Linked DNA regions of Anser cygnoides: region 2 is linked to region 1. A link is a contact called in public Hi-C data. All regions are on one chromosome and are shown on one strand. Each heading gives the region's core, a stretch centred on a gene start, on an enhancer-like site or on the middle of the called end of the contact. The rest is flanking DNA. Distances are from core to core; before and after follow the strand shown.

Evidence for each region. Hi-C and Micro-C count contacts between places; a contact is called where the count stands out from the background.
Region 2: a contact with region 1 is called in a Hi-C map of liver, with 3 times the contacts expected there. The contact joins the promoter of FTH1 here to the promoter of E2F8 in region 1. A contact is called at or near these places in 2 of 7 Hi-C or Micro-C datasets (both in liver).

The regions. Positions count from the first base shown.
Region 1 is chr5:12,260,121-12,264,044 of Taihu_goose_T2T_genome, reverse strand. E2F8 (E2F transcription factor 8) reads right to left here and starts at 1,841. Exons shown (of 13, transcript XM_048050034.2): 1 at 1,279-1,841; 2 at 884-1,159; 3 at 404-560. The coding sequence starts at 1,320.
Region 2 is chr5:12,408,135-12,412,058 of Taihu_goose_T2T_genome, reverse strand. FTH1 (ferritin heavy chain 1) reads left to right here and starts at 1,680. Exons shown (of 4, transcript XM_066997196.1): 1 at 1,680-1,944; 2 at 3,596-3,742. The coding sequence starts at 1,834.

The DNA of each region.
Region 1 (3,924 bases), core at 592-3,091:
ACAAGATAGCAGAAAGTAGTTTCTTGCTTTGATGTTACGATTGGACAGGAAACTGTGGGCTCAGCCTCAGAAATGCTAGCTCCTGACAGAAAAAAATCAGCCACGAATCTTAGCCATCGTTTCTAGGTTCAAAAAAACGCAACTGGTTATTTGCGGTATCTGCAGTAATGTAGACGTTTAATCTCAAACATCATTCAGAGTTTCTTAATTCAGTTCACTGAGCAAACTTTAGCTTCTTAAAAGAACCGTGGTAAGAACGAAGACTTTAAAGCTGCATTTAGGTAAACGTGAGAGCATACAGAAAGCATTTATAGTTTTATGGAGCTAAAAAGTACTGAACACAGAAGGGTGGTTTATTGGCACATTTGCATGAGGACGTATAATGGCATATACAGCAACTTACTAAGCTCTTCAGCTACTTCGTCAAGGCAAATATAAGTATTCTCTGCAGTGCTGGGGTAATCAGGATATCGAGCTAAGAATTTATGACACAGTAATCCTAGGCTTTTCTCCTTGCGACTTGGTTGCGATTTTTCATATTCATCTCCCGATAAGTGCTCCTACCCAGAAATAAGAAAAGAGAACTTGAAACATTTTTACAACAAACGTGTAAATATATACATTTAACAGCTTTGTTGTGGGCACAGTCAAAGCTCAACGTTCCCCCTTGGTCCACAACAGCTGTGGAAGAAGAAGTTTGCCAGTTGTGTGTAACAATGTGATGTTGTCAGTTACATTTGTAAACGCTACAAAATCAGAGCTGGAAAGGAAAAGTTGCGGTACGTTAGCTTGGAAGTTTTAATACTGAATAAACAGCCTTCAGCTAAGTTTTTTTTTTTTAAAGAAAAGAAAAAGAGGTAGAGAGGAGACCTTCAGAGCATACCTGCGAGCAGCGTTTGGGCTGCAGGACCTCACCCGCGGCGTTTGACAGCTCCTTCCTCTGCTCCCTGCTGCGGATCTCGGGGCTGGCGGCGCTGATCAGCATCTTGAGGTTGGAGGTCGGCGTCCAGGGGTCCGCGGGCAGGCTTTCCTTGGGCTTCGGGGGCGTGGCCAGGGGCTGACAGCCGGGCTGCATCTCCGCCAGCACGGACGGCGAGGCGGCCGCTTGCTTCAGCGGGGTGCCCGGCACGGCCCCGCGCGGCTCGGCGGGCCGGTTCTCCTGCGCCACGGGAGCGGAGCGCCGTGAGGCGACGAGCCCCGCGGCTCCCGGCCTCCCGCAGCCCCCCGGGGGCCGGCCGAGCCCTGCCCGCGCTCACCCCGCCGCCCCCAGCCCCGTACCTTGTCGTCGGCGCCCGGCTCGGCGCCGCGGGCTGCCTGCATCCTCGCGGGGGGACCACGCTCCGGCCTGCGGGGCGGGAGGGAGGGAGGAGGGAGGGAGGAGAGGGCCGTGAGGCGGCGGCGGCGGCGCCCCCCCCTCCGCGACCCACCGGCGCCTCCCGCCTCTGGGCCCGGCCCGCGCCCGCCGCCCAACGGCCCGGCCCCGCCCCGCCCATTGGCCGCCGCCAGCGGGCGGGGCCTCGCGGGAGCCGCTTTAAACACCGGGCGCCGCGCCCGCGCCAGGAGCGCCCCTGCGCGGAGCACCGGGGGCCGGCACCCACCCGCCCGCCGCCGATTTGAATCGAAGGCGCTGAAGCCGCCGCAGCGGGGCGGGGCGGGGCAGCCAATGGGCGCGCGGCACCGCGGCCCGCCCGGCCAATCGGCGCGCGCCCTCCTTCCCTCCTCCCTCCCGCCGCGGCCAGGCTGGGGGTTGGCGGGCTGGCGGCGCGGGAACCGGGGCGCGCGGGGCGGCGGCGAGGCGGGAGCGCGGGGGGGGGGGGGGGAGCGCGCGGCGCTCCCCAACGGCCGTGGCGCGCGGGGCGGGGCGGGGCGGGGCCTCCCCTCAGCTCCCCTCAGCTGGGGCAGCGATCGCGGGGCCGCCTCCTGCCCCTGAAGGCTGTCCCCTGCAGCCAGCCGTCCTGTCGGCTCCTGCCGGCGCTGGCTGCCCCCGCCACGTCTGTTTTTTAACTAGAAAAGCGTCGCGGTTGGCACCAGTGCCCAGTTAACAGGCGGGTTCCCTGACGCCTCGCCCCGAAAGCCCTCACGCGGTGGTTCTCCTGAGGGGGTTCTGCGTGTGTTTGCCAGCTCCGAGCCCCCGCTGCCGCACGTCAGCGTCCCGCCGTGAATACACAGCCTGGCTGAGCCGAAGAGTTACTCGGAGCGTCGTCGTGGGGGTTAAAGATTGCGTGTGGCGCGCCTTGGCGGTTTAACCCAGTCCAGGGAACGATAAACCGGGATTACAGGGAAGTTGGTAAATGAGTCAAGAGTGCCTAAATTGCAGTGCTTCTGCTGCCTGAACTCTAGGTCAACACGCATTCTTATCTTCTCCACAGATAAGTTTTTTCTTCAACAGCATAGCTATGCGCTATGCTAAAGAAAGCACTAATCTGCTTTGTGTGCCCTGCTTATAGTTGTACTTCTTGAACAAACACCTTGTCAACGGCTTGGTTTGAGTGTGGTCACAAGGCAAAGTCCATCACTTTATAGCTGTGTACTTTCTGGATGTGATGCTGTACTCCTGTCAGGTTGAATTGTAACTACTGGCTTACGTAACGAAACGCGTGAAGAGTTGCACTGAAATAACTCTTACCAGGTAATTCTGTGTATAAGATCTTACCGCGAGCTCCCCAACACTGCATGAAGAGGCAGCCAGTCAATTAATGCATGTTATCTCTTTATTCTGATTAATGCAGCTCTTTTAATCTATTCTGCAGGCAAAATGTCAGAATTTGAACTCATTACAGAAAAAATAATAATTCTTACACATCATTCCATTATCCTATCAATGTCTGTAAACGCCTGAAGGGAAAGTGCAAGCAAGGCAGAGCCAGGCTCTTCCCAGTGGCGCCTGGTGACAAGAAGAGGCAATGGGCACAGACTGGCAGGCAGAGGCTCCCCCTGAACATCAGGGAGCGCGTCTGTGCTGCCGACTGTCCTCCCTGAGTTGTTCACGAGCTGCTGGACATGGTCCTGGGTACCCTGCTCTTCTCTGGGTGTCCCTGCTTGAGCCAGGAGATGCGGACAGATGGACACGGAGGTGCCTTCTCACCTCAGCCATTCTGAGACTTGTAATCATCAGTATTGCTGAGTGCGTGTCTCCACCGGAAAAGTGAAAAAGACAGCACTGATGTTATGTGAATTTAAAAGATTTGGTGGTTTGTACAACCCAGTGGGCTTTCCTGCCCACCGCCTGGCTGTTCTTTCAGGCTGCTTTCCTCAAGGAACTGTTTCACAATCACCCTTTCTAGGGCTGTGATTGTGAATTTGCAAACAGCAGCCACCTGTGGAAGCAGGAAAAGTGCCTGAAATTAAGCATCCAATTCCGTTGGTGAAATACAGCTTGTGGGAATCCTTGCAAATGGTGCTGTGATTACGTGTATCTCGTAATTGTTTTCTTGTAGTACTTCATTTTCTTAGACAAGTGAATTTTAAAGGCAATAGGTAACAATCTTAAATTATGCCTTAATATGTGCCTGATGGGCACCTAGGTGAACCTACAATCTTCTGCAGGTATGAATTCCTAGTCAAGTTCATGATATAAGTATACCTTGAAATACCGCAAAAGTCTCCCAGAGTTGAAACAAGTATTTGGTACCTTAAGTATGGATAAGAAAATTCATTTATTCAAAAACAATGAAAAAAGGAAGAGTAGATTCTAAACTAAAATGTAGTGATTGAAAACCACTATATTTTCCTTATTCAGATGTTTCTGTAATGTTAATTTCTTCAGTCACTTCAAAACTCTGTAGTAACTAGGATTATAACTTTTATACTCTGTTGCTCTCATCTTTGCTTGGGTTATGTTGTAACAAAAATATATATTTGTTTCAGAACTACCGATAAAGTTTTCCAGCGTGTTAGGATAACTTAGGACCATCTCTCTCAGGA
Region 2 (3,924 bases), core at 431-2,930, 150 kb before region 1:
AAGCCAAGATTTTGGGAGCCCGATGTTAAGGGATGATCTCATAGGACATTTCTAAGCCTTCAAAGTTGTGTTTACAATCTGCTTGAAAGATCAGAAACCAGAAAGTAAAAGAATCCAATATTTGTTGAAAATAAACGACCAAACTGAATGACTGTAGTAACAAAAGCAGCTGAAATAACCGTCCCGATATCAGAAGGCTCAGCTTGTTCCGTTTGACCTTTGATTTCTCAATTACCTCTTTATTATTTGGCATTATGCTTGAAATGCTTACGGGCCCCTGTCCTAAATCTCACCATCGAGTAAATCGAACATCAGAGGGCAGGAAATGTTTGGTTTCTCGCCGTCTTTCTTGTTTGCGGTGCCTTTAGTCATCACTGGACAATCGTGCTAACGCACAGTGAGTTTCTTTCCCAAGGTCACACGCAAACACCAGCAGTGATTGTTGCATGTGCCTGTCCCTATCTTGTAGCAGCTCCGAGGAAAGATGGTGCCCCTCAGCTGTGTTCTTTCTTCTTGGGTTGGCTCACCAGATTAACCAAGGATTTTGGCCCTTATTTAATGGTTACTTGCATTTCTTCACTGCATTTTTGTGGTGGTATCTATCCGAAGCTGGGCCTGGTCACTGAAAGGAGGAAGTCTGAAAGCTTACTGGGCCTCGTCTCTGAGTCACCGATGTTTGCTGGTGCAGAAAGCCAGAGCTAGAACTTGATGTTCTGCTCCAGGAGAGTACACGAAAGCGGGAAGAAAGTATCTACTATGGCACAGATTTCTTCCTCCTGACGCTGTCCTAAGCAGCTCAAGCCGTTCCTGTTGAAGTTACAAAGCTGCATGCTGTTTTCTGGGGACAAACAAGTGTGTTTTATTGTCAGGGCTACGGGGCGTAGGCACAAATGGCTGTGCTCCTGTGGGGGCAGGATGGCAGGGCCTGCTTCATCCATGGCAGGGCCTCCTTCATCCCACGGGCCTCCTTCATCCCATGGGCCTCCTTCATCCCCAGGACCTGCTTCATCCCCAGGACCTGCTTCATCCTCAGGGAATCCTTTACTCTCAGGGCCTCCTTTACCCCCAGGGTCTCCTTCCACTCTCTACAACTCCCTGAAGGGAAGGTGTGGAGAGCTGGGGTCAGCCTCTTCTTGCAGGTAGCTAGCAATAGGACTAGAGGGAATGGCTTCAAGTTGCTCCAAGGTGGAAATTAGGGGACATTTCTTCTCAAAGCGAGGGGTTAGGTATTGGGACGGGTTGCCCAGGGAGGTGGTGGAGTCACCGTCCCTGGGGGTGTTCAAGGGAAGGTTGGACGTGGTGCTGAGGGACACGGGTCAGTGGGTGACATCGGTGGTAGGGGACGGTTGGACCAGGTCATTTCGGGGGCCTTTTCCAACATTAATGACTCTAGGATTCAGGCCCAAACCGCCCCAGCTGGGCCCGGCCCCGAGCACTGGGGCGGGCGGGGGGGGGGACAGCGAGGGGAGGGGGCCCGGGAGGAGGAGGGGGCGTGGCCAGGGTAAGGGGCGTGGCCGCCGGTCACGCGCCGCGGGGGAGGTGCTGAGTCACGCTGGGCCAGCAGAAGCGCGGCGGGCAGCGCCGCCAGTCCCCGCCCCCTCGCCCCCCCCCCCGTTTCCCGCCACGCCGGCGCGCATGCGCGCGGTGACGCCGGCGACGCTATAAAAGGCACGGCGTCGAAGGGAGCCGGCCCAGAGTGCGTCGGCGAGGCGGAGCGGAGCGGGTTCCTGCGTCAACAGTGCTTGGACGGAACCGGCCGCGCTCGGGCCCGCCGCCTCACTACCACCACCAGCCGCACACCGACACCGCAGCCTCTCCTCTCACGGCAGCGCGATGGCTACCCCTCTCTCCCAGGTGCGCCAGAACTACCACCAGGACTGCGAAGCGGCCGTCAACCGCCAGATCAACCTGGAGCTCTACGCGTCCTACGTGTACCTCAGCATGGTGAGGGGGGGAAGGCCGCTTTCGGGGGAGGGGGTGGGGGCTGCGTTTGGGGGGGGGGCTCGGGGGTCTCTAGGCCCTGGTGATGTGGGGCCTGTGCGGGGTGTTGTGGTTTGGCCTCCCCGAGGAGGCCAGCCTCGGGGGAAGGCGGGCCTTCGCGGCGGGGCCGCCTCCTCCTCCTCCTCGCCGAGGGCTTCGCGGGGTCGAGCTAAAGGGAGAAATCCCGCCGCCCCCGGGGGAGGCTTTCCCCTAAAGGAAGGGGGCAGGGAGGGCGTGAGAGCCGCGGGGTGCCCCAGCCCCGCCGGGGAGGCAGGGGCGGCCCTCCCCGCGCAGCCTCCTTGCTCCGCCCGGGGACGGCGACAGCCGCTTATTTGCGCCGGTTTTCCGTAGGTGAGGCGCTTATCTCGGGCGGGGGCCGGTTACACGTTAACTGCTCTTTGTTCGCCGCCCCGGGCGGCCTCGTTATCAGCGCAGCTCAGCAGCCTCCGAGCGCCTCTGCCCTTGGGGCAGGGCTGGATGGCTGGGATTGCCTAACGAAGTGATTGGCGCCTCTCCCGCGGGCGTTCTCCTCTCGCAGGCACGGTTCTTCCTAGTTCTGAAATGAATTAGGAATCCAGGGGTTTCTTGGCCCTGTGCCTCTTGTACTTGGCAAGAGACTCCGATTTTAGCCGTAGCTGAGTTGAGTAACTCGGTATGGGCACGGCTCTGACCTCTGCAGCAATCCGGGTGACTTAGATTTGCAGGTAACTTGAGACTTCGTAGTGACACTGTAGTAAGTTGGGGCACCTAAGTGTACAGTTAAAGCTTCTTTCTGGGTTACTGTGGAGGGTTGAACCTCAGCTGCAAGCCAAATGTAACTGTTGGTGGTAGTAGTGACACACAAGCACCATTGTCTTGCCATGAAACCTCCCAACTGCTGGTTAAAGAGCAGAGAATTCCATGCTGTCTCATCTTGGAAATAACTGGTAGTTGATACAAAGCTTTCTATTGAAGTCTCCTTAAGACCAAAATAGAAATAAGCTGTGACTTCTAACAGCTATTACATATCCTGTTTTTCAAGAGATGACTTTGCATTTGTTGAACATGCACTTCAGTTAAACTTCTGTTTTTAAAAAGTGATACTGAAGATTTTTCAGAAGTAGAAAGTGTATTTACTAGTCTATTCCCCAGTAAACCTGGTGAAACACTCATGAGGGCTTTTCTGTAGAATTATCTTCAAGTTCTTTGCCCTCTGAACTAGTGTTATGAGTCAGAACCTTGACCAGTGATCATTGTAAACAAAGAACACAGGGAAAACTCATCCTTGTTTACAGCGAGGCATTTAGAGCCTGTGTTTAAGGCAGCAGAAGAGCAAACACAGTGGGGCATGGGTTTTTGTATATTTAGGAGTGAACTGCAAATACCATTTATTTGTGTTAATGATTGGGATGCAGGTTAAAACTTAATCCAGGCTGGGAAAATTGAACTTCTTATGAAGGGAAGAGCTCTGCCGTATTGCCTTGCTGTCTTTTGTGCTGCTGGCTAGCCCTAGCTTGGACTCTTGCTGTCTTGAAGTAGGGCTGACTGCAGACATGTCCGAAGTCACAGTATGAGCTTTGCTTTGTGTGCCTGCTGGAGTGAGTATTAGGCTTCTGAGCATGTGCATTCTTTTCAGTCCTACTACTTTGACCGGGATGATGTGGCTCTGAAAAACTTTGCCAAGTACTTCCTGCACCAGTCCCACGAGGAACGTGAGCATGCTGAGAAGCTGATGAAGCTGCAGAATCAGCGGGGTGGCCGCATCTTCTTGCAGGACATCAAGGTGAGGACTAGTGCTTTGGGTTGTCCTGTCTAGTGCAGAACTAGACTCGGGGCCTGTCTCCAGGCTGGAAGGGAAGGAATTCCCTAGGGATCTTGGAGAGCAGCAGCAGCTGCTTGTATACTCCAGTGGACAGAAAAGGAAAGTGAAACAATAACAAAACATACAAAGCAAGTGATGCACAG